Regions from separate parts of the Rattus norvegicus genome. Here region 2 is linked to region 1. The links are chromatin contacts, called in public Hi-C maps. All regions are on one chromosome and are shown on one strand. The core of a region is the stretch at or near the end of the contact, and the rest is flanking DNA. Distances in the headings are between cores, read along the strand shown.

The links. Hi-C and Micro-C count contacts between places; a contact is called where the count stands out from the background.
Region 2: a contact with region 1 is called in a Hi-C map of psoas muscle, with 3 times the contacts expected there. The contact joins two enhancer-like sites. A contact is called at or near these places in 7 of 12 Hi-C or Micro-C datasets (the Rat2 cell line, Schwann cells, frontal cortex and 3 more) and 1 of 1 datasets of contacts at active chromatin or transcription factors (oligodendrocytes).

What each region holds. Positions count from the first base shown.
Region 1 is chr3:175,095,244-175,099,644 of GRCr8, reverse strand. No RefSeq gene overlaps it. Among named protein-coding and RNA genes, the nearest start is that of Zmynd8, 51 kb to the right of the region's middle. Within about 2 kb of position 1,969, at least 22 of the 93 cell types and tissues checked have an H3K27ac peak or open chromatin away from gene starts, as enhancers often do.
Region 2 is chr3:175,195,112-175,199,512 of GRCr8, reverse strand. All of the region lies in intron 1 of Ncoa3 (nuclear receptor coactivator 3), which reads right to left. Among named protein-coding and RNA genes, the nearest start is that of Ncoa3, 39 kb to the right of the region's middle. Within about 2 kb of position 2,387, at least 81 of the 93 cell types and tissues checked have an H3K27ac peak or open chromatin away from gene starts, as enhancers often do.

The DNA.
Region 1 (4,401 bases), core at 720-3,219:
AGGGGGACAATGAGGAGAAGAGATGGGGAGGGAGAGGAAGGGAAGGAGAGGAGAGAGTGAACACACTTATTTTCTATGGTTCTGGGGCCTGGAAGGTGCAGACACCTGGTGAGGACTCTCTTGCTGTGTCATCCAGTGACAGAAATGAGGAAGGCCAGAAAAGGCACAATGACCAAGAGATTGAATTTGCAGAGCTAGGCTGATAGCACACATCTGTAATCCCAGTACCCGGGAGTCAGGACAGCCGGGAAGCCCAGAGCAGGGCCATTAAGAAGGCTCACTGGTTAAAGGTGTTTGCAACCACGCCCGATGACCTGAATAGATGCTCAGAGCCCCATTGGTGGATTTCCAGCCTAAATCCTAAAAATTGTCCTTTGACCTCCACATGTATGCTCACTCAAATACATCTCTCACACACACACACATGCACGCACACACACACACTCACACACACACACGCACACACACATGCACGCACACACACACTCACACACACACACACAGTTTGTTTACAGAGAACATAAACGTTCAGACTTTATCCACTTTACACTTGCACACTTGGCCCAGGTCCATTTATAAGGATGGAGCCCAGGTGAACTAAACAGAGGACTTGGTGATCCCTGGGCTTGCTAGTAGGGGACATGATGTACCCATAGTATTTCTTCTTTGGAACCATTTTAACCAACGTGAGCTTGCAGTGTGATTAACAGACATCTGTCATCCTCACCAGGCCCCCTTACATTCCTGCCTTGATTTTCCTCAGAGAAATGGCTTCCTCCAGACTCTCAGCTTGGGTGGAATGTGTTAGACTTAAGGGTAAGGAGGCAGAGGTGTGCAATTTGGGGGCATTTCGAAAGCTACTTGATGTGACATTAATTTGGGAAGCACAGAAGTCACCAAACAGTACAAATTAAAGCTGCCAGGGTTGGATATTTGTCAGCAGGTGACTAAGTCAGGTCTGGTCAGCAAGAGGGCTATGGTGTCCCTGCCATGATTCAGGGTAGGCGTGTGTGGCCACTGGAGTGCTGACACATAGGTGCTGTGTTCTCTAGTAATCCTGAACAGCCGTGCTTCGAGCCCACGGCTGGAGGAGCCATGTAGGGAGAGGATCCTTGATCCCACACTGTCTGAAGCCAAAATTTCCCCCTTCATCTTCAATTACACAAGCCAATTTCTTTTGTTTTGAGGCAGGCTCTCATGTAGCTCAGGCTAGCCCAAAACCTCTATGTATCTAAGGCTGGCTTTGATGTTCCTGATCCTCCTGCCTGTATTTCCCAAGTGCTAGGATTACAAGCAAGAGCTACCAGTGTGTGTGTGTGTGTGTGTGTGTGTGTGTGTGTGTGTTTGCGCCCGCACGCGCGCGTGCGTGTTGGTCTAAATGTAAACACATGCCTGCAGTGCCCACAGAGGCCAGAAGAGGGCGTTGGATCCCCTGGGACTGGAGAATCAGGTGGTTGTGGGCTGTCATATGGGTGCTGGGCATTGAACTCAGGTTCTCTGGAAGAGCAGCCTGTGTAACCTCTCAGCCATCTCACCAGTCCCTGCGAGCTTTTTTGAAACAAAGTCCCACTGTGTAATTTATTCCTTTTTTTTTTTTTTTTCGGAGCTGGGAACCGAACCCAGGGCCTTGCGCTTGCTAGGCAAGCGCTCTACCACTGAGCTAAATCCCCAACCCTCCACTGTGTAATTTAATCTGGCCTCAAATCCAAGGTCATCCTCCTGCCTCAGATTCCTGAGTGTTGGGATTACACGATCGTGCTGATTGTCCTGCTGCAACTGGACATCTGTGTCCCACGATCCTGGTGCTGATCTCACCTAAGAGCCACCCCACCTGGAGAGGGCACTCGGTGTGAATGATCTGCAGAGGGCAAATTCGGGCTGAAAATAGCAAACTAAAGTTAGCCCAGCCGAGCAGGGCCACCGTGTCTTGGGCTGGTCGGGAACATCCTGTTCAGAGGAAAGGATATTTAAGGAGAACGGAAGCAGTTCAAGTTCAGCTCAGCCCAGCAGCAGAGGAAGAACATCCAAATGCAGTGTGGCTCGGGTCTGATCCAAGAAGAGGGTGGGAAGGACAAACAACCCCAGAATAGCTACTGCCTGCTGACCTCATGAAGATCTCTTCTAAGCTTCCCCTTTGGGTTTCAAATTTCCTTTATTCTCTACATCCCTCCATTCTTTCCCTCTCTGTCTCTCTCTCTCTGTCTCTGTCTCTTTCTTGTTTTTACTATTTGAGACAGTTTTTTGTTTTGTTTTGTTTTGTTTGTTTGTTTGTTTGTTTGTTTTACTGTGTAGCCCAGTTGATCTGGAACTGGTTAGACCAGGCTAGCCTCAAACTCCATGACCTACCGCCCTCCTCAGCCTCTTGAGTGCTAGGTTGCAGGTCAGCACGCTGCGCTACACCCTGAAGCAGATGTTGACCTCCTCCTCATCCCTAAACTGGACTCACAGGGTTAAGCTTCTTGACCAAGAGATACCTACCCAACAGGCAGAGGTAGAATTTAAACCCAAGCATCCTTCTCCCATGTTGACAGGCACATGGTCAGCGCAAATAAACGAATACAGAAACTCAAGTTTATCTGTAAAGATTCTTATTTAAGTGGTCCTATGTAGTCCAGGCTGATCTTAAGTTTGTCTATAAAGATTCTTATTTAAGTGGTCATATGTAGCCCAGGCTGGCCTTAAGTGCTGGGTCACACATGTTATAACATTATAGAAAGCCAAGATTTCTTTTTTTTTTTTTTTCCGGAGCTGGGGACCGAACCCAGGGCCTTGCGCTTCCTAGGCAAGCGCTCTACCGCTGAGCTAAATCCCCAACCCCATAAGATTATATTTTTAAAAAATAACTTGACGTTATTGTATGTACAGTGACGTGATCGCGTCAGGCATCTGGATGGACAGTTACAGACAACTGTGAGCTGCCAAGTAGCCACGTAGGTGCTGGGAATTAAGCCCAGGTCCTCTGGAAGGGCAGTGGGTGCCCTTAACCACTGGACCGTCCATCTCTCCTGCCCCAAGGAGATCGCACACACGCGCGCGTGCGCGCACACACACGCACGCACACACACGCACGCACACACACATGCACGCACACACACGCACACACACACACACACGCACACGCACACACGCGCGCGCACACACACACACACGCACACACACACACACTGAAACTCACTGTATATATAGACTCAGAGATCCACCTGCCTCTGCCTCCCAAATGCTCATATTAGCGGTCCTTGAACCCTGAACTGATCCTCCTCCTGCCTCCACCTCCCTAGTGCTGAGATAACCGACATACACCAACATGTGTGATGTATACGGTGTTGGGCATCAAATCCAGGGCTTCCTGCATACTAGACAGGCACCTTATCCCGAGCTTCGCTCTGTTCTCTGTAATAAAACTGCTTGACCACTAAAATGAATCGTCCTTAACTCCTGCCCACTGAGTGTGGCCAGTGGTACAGTCTCACCTATGAGTCCCTCGGCAGATCTTGGACCTCCAGCACCGAGCGAAAATGAAAACCCATGCATTTTCCCAAACAGGAATAAATAGTAAAAATAAGGCTGGAGAGATGGCTCAGTGGTTAAGAACACTGACTGCTCTTCCAGAGGTCCTGAGTTCAAATCCCAGCAACCACATGGTGGCTCACAACCATCTGTAATGGGATCTGATGCCCTCTTCTGTTGTGCCTGAAGACAGCTACAGTGTACTTATATAGAATGAATAAATAAATAAATAAATAAATAAATAAATAAATAGTAAAAATATTTAATACAGCTGCACCGAAAGCCAAGTAGTTTCCCTACCTCTGATTAGAGTGGGAAACTGATTCTGGGTTTCTTTTCCCACTAGTCAGAAGGCTCTATCTACTCCAAGACTTTCTACCTTGAGCCAGATATAGACTAGGTGATCAATTATCCAATATGGGGGTTGAGTGTCCCCAGGTTCCCACAGCTGGTAAACAGTAGTGTTGAAATTTGAATCCGGTTCCCTTCGAACTCAAAGGCCAGTCCAGGCTGTAAATCACTCAGCCATCACAAAAGGATTAAGCAGAGGGATCATTTCTTGGAAGCATGATTGAGCAGAGCATTTTGCCACAAAGACTTACATTTCTTTGAAAGAAATCTAAAGATAACCTAAAGTATGTTAAATAAGGTGATTTGGGCCGGCGAGAAGGCTTGGTGGATAAAGACGCCAGCCACCGAGCCCGACAACCAGAGTTCAACCCCCAAATCCACAAACTTCTGCAAGTCATCCTGTGACCTCCACGAGCATTTGTGCCCTCCTCCACAAAATTATATTTAAAAGAAAAAAAAAAAAGGATCTATGAGGCCTGCCTCAGGTCTCCCTTTCTCCCTTCTTGCAGCTCTCTCTACAAAAAAAAACGGTTGGGGCTCCCT
Region 2 (4,401 bases), core at 1,138-3,637, 99 kb before region 1:
GGGCTGGAGAGGTGGCTCAGTGCTTTTCCAGAGGTCCTGAGTTTAATTCCCAACAACCACATGGTGGCTCACAACCATCTGTAATGAGATCTGATGCCCTCTACTGAAGACAGCTACAGTGTGCTTATACATAAATAAATAAATCTTTAAAAAAAAAAAAGAATTCATGGACCAGGCACAGTGACCGACACCTTTATTCCTAACACTTGGGAGGCTGAGGAAGGTGGATCTCTTTCAGTTAGAGGCCAGCCTAGTCTACAGGGTAAATTGGGGTGCTGGGGGTGGGGGGCGCACGGGAAAGGGAAAGGAAAGGGAGGAGGGGAGAAGAAGGAAAGGAGAAAAATTACAGGAGGTTGAGGCTGAGACAGATGGCTCAGTAGCTAAGAGCGTATAATAAAGCATATATCAAGTACCTAATATTCATATATTATATCCGCATATTAAGAAACCTGAGTTTGTCCTAATACCCACATCAGGCCACTCTCAGCCATCTGTGATTCCTGTCTTACATCTATGGCCTTGCGTAGCACTGGGCTCACATTCAGATATACATACACATAATTCAAAATAATAAAAACAAATATATAAAAATAAAGTCATAGTGCCACTATTAACTGTGGGTAAGCAGAAGCAGGTACAAGCAGGCAATACAATTTCTAAAACAAGGATGCCGTCGAAGTGAGCACCTGGTGAGCACCGTGACTTGAACAGGGTGGATGAACAGGGTGAGAGGTATCAGCACCACGAGATGGGCAGGCAACCCTGAAGACCACTAAGGTGGGGAATTAAGAGCTCTTGAGGCTCCCAGAGACTGAGCCACCAACCAGGGAGCATGAATGGGCTGGACCTAGGACCCCAGCACATGTGTGGCACATGAGTAGCTTAGTCTTCAGCGGGTCCCCCAACAACAGTGGGCTGTCCCTGACTGTGTTGTCTGCCTGTGGATCCTGTTTCTCTAACTGGGCTGCCTTGTCTGGCATCAGTGGGAAAGCATGTGCCTAGCCCTACAGTGAGTTGTGCCAAGGTGGGTTGATAGGGTTGGGGGGCTCCCCCTTATCAGGAGAAGGGAAAAGTGGGTAGGAGGACTATGTGAGGGAGGACTGAGAGGAGAAAGGGGATGCAATTTGAGATATAAAGTGAATAAATAAAAAATTAATTAATTAATTGGGGGGAAGATGTAAAATTAAGACAAATTCAAAACTGTTTATCTCTGCCAAAAATAACTAATGAAATCAGGCAGTTTCTGCAAATATTGCCTAGATTTACAATCAGAATGCCTGTTAGTCCTTCACACTGAAAAGCAGAGGAGACTAGCACAGTCACATGCATCTGCAATCCAAAAACTGGAAAGGCCAAGGCAGAAGACAGTTAGTCCAACACCAGCCTGGGCTATGTAGACAAATCCTCTCTCGAAAATAAATTATGAGTTGGAGACACAGATCACTGTGAGGGCTTGCCAACATGTACAAAAACCTAGGTTCAATCTTGGACCCCCTACCCCCAAAAAAAGGCAGACAAGATTAACACAGTTTAAAGGAAGTTTTTATTTATTCGTATGTATGTGTGCACGAGTGCGTGCCTGTGCGTGTGCCCGTGCACACCATGACAGAAATGCTGAGGTCAGAGAAGAACTTCCAGATATTTGCTCTCTCCTCTACCGCGGGGCCTCAGCCGGGCAGCTCATCAGGCTTGGCAGTAAGTTTCTTTACCCACTAAGCCAACTCCAATAATACTTACATCATGCTGGGCATCTAAAAGACAGGATGCGTAAAGGAGACACATGAAATGTTACTAAAAGTAAAAGTTCTTAGCTCAGCACATCCAGGAAAGGATGCCAGGCATTTTGTTCAAAAACAGACTAAATGTAGCTTCAAAGGGGGACAAGAAAAAAAAATTTTTTTAAATGCTGGGTGTGGTGGCATAAGCCTTTAATTCCATCATCAGGCCAACCAGCTACAGGGTGGGACGCTACCTCAAAAGAGTACTGAGTTGCAGAGGCACACTAGTCTGCATCTGAGCAACCAAGGAAAAAGCAAGCACAGAATCCTGGTGGCCCTGTGGTCTATGAACTGGCCTCACCTCTTTGGCTCAGCTTAAGTTAGTGAGGACCTAGTTACAGAAAAGCAGCGGGCTTGTCAGCAAGCTACTTGCAGCTGCCTGCTCTACAGCTCCTCCCTCTCCCTCCTTCTCCCCTCTCCCCGTCTGCCTCACCCACTCTCTCCCTCTCTGAAAAGCAGGGTAGAGCCCTGCAGGATCACAGAAAATAAATACAGGCAAAGGGGGTGGGAATGGGGGTGGGAGGTAAGCAGGCTCCACCCGCAGAAGGCTTTCCACAGGAACTGCTACAGGGTCAAAAGTTTACAGTGGTTTCAATTTCACCTTTTAGCAGCCAATCAGCAAACAGAGACTGCGCTGACCCTCGGGCTGCGGGAGCGTTAACTCCCTGGCTACCAGGACTGCTGCTGCAGTTCTTCCCGGGCTTCTCTTAAGAAGGAAAGGTTAAAAAAGGCAGCGGACACCCTAAGTTCAGGTGACTAATTCACTTTAAACTGCTGTTTGAGCAGAAAAATGATTTGATAAGTATCCATTTTCTCCTTCAAGTCAGGGTCTCTTTATCTTAGAGCATCGACCAAACCAACCGATAGACATAAAGACAAAGAGCAAACAAGGGCAGGTTAAGAAAAGATTTTCCTCCACGAGGCTTCAAATCTCCCAACTACCCACAAATGATATGACATGATGCCCGTTTAGCTCCCTGTAAATGCTTTAAGAAGAAATGAAGCCCGTCAATTACAGTATTTAGGCTCTGGCTCCCTCGGGTCACTGATACAACTGCAGTACGCCATCCTCACAAGAGGAGTCTACAGAAACACAGCGAGAGCATCTAAGGGGCCATTTGTTTCCCTGTGTTCTCTCTAACCCTCCAGGACCCAGCACAGCCCTCCGTGCATGCGTGGAACAAACTCAAAAGCAAAGTCTTTCTTCTGCAGAGCTGTCCTCCTGATCACTTTTTATATAAACTTCCTACAGATGCAAAAGAAAAAAATCGATACACTAATCCATTCACTACTCCACTCAGCAGTCTGTACTAACAGTGAGCAGGACTGAAGAGGGCAGGGCAGGAGAAACCACACTGCCTCCCTTCCCCGCCCCACACTTCCCTCCTCCCTCTTCCTCCCCAGGGCAATAAGGAAGCAGGACACCGAAGCCCAAGAGCTTGAAGCCAGCATGGTGATTTGGGGTCGTTTCAGTTTTGGTTTTTATCTGTTTTTTTTGCATAGTTTTTTTTTAAGGGGTGGTCATGGGAGGGAGTTTAAGACAACCTCTCTCTATAGCCCCAAATGGCAGAAAAACAGCAGCAATCCACCTAACCCAACCTCAAAGTCCTGGAATTACAGGTGTGAGCCGCCATTCCTTGAAGCACACCAAGACAAAGAGGAGACAGCTGTACAAACTCTCCTATCCGATGATTTACTAAATCCTAATGTATAGATAAGCCAACTTACATACCAACTGGTTGAATTTTAGCAGTTTTACAAGTTTAGATTGGAGATCTATATGGGTACCACCACCAGCTACTAAAACGATCGCATATAGGATAGTGGGCTCTATCCAGATTATCAAACACCAGATATTTCTGAAATGCAATCTGAAACCAAAACATAATGCCTCACTTGCTACACAGTGACCAGAGGCCCAGAGAACAGTATTCTGTCTTCATTACACAGAATCTCTACAGTGCAACTTGATATACATGTTCCAGACCAGGAAATAAAGTCAATGATATTCTAATTTCAAGTTGAAAGAAATGATACAAATAATTGTCTACTAATAACTTCCGAACCCACACGATATAAACTTATGATTGTAAGTCTAATTTTAAAATACAACTAGTTTGTTCTTTTTAACATGGCTTACAGAAGCCGGTGCGCCCGTTAGTGCATGTTTAATTTGAAGAATCTTCTCTTTTTACAGGATGGCCTCATTTCACAGGAAAATGGATGCGACAAAATTTTATATCAAGTCAGCATGTTAGCAAGAATCTTTTTTGTGTGTGCTGAATTTGATTAATCCAAGCCAAGGTCACTTCCTGAACAATGCCTACCACTGCCGCTGTAGCACAGACTGGCGTGCAGCTGGGAGAGGAGAGGGGAGGGCATTATTTACTAATAAGTAAGTGGACTCTATTTCCACAGTTATCTTGGCAAGAAGGGATTGGCAAGACCCTGGGATCCTGGTACATAAAGATGAAAATATTTCTATTTTTTACACAGAAATGTAATTCAGTATGCATAATGTTCATGTCAACGTTATATCTAAAAGGTCCTTCCTGATAATGTGCAAAAGTCATTTAACCACTTAAAATGATACAAATAATGCCAGACAGCAAAGTAAACTGAA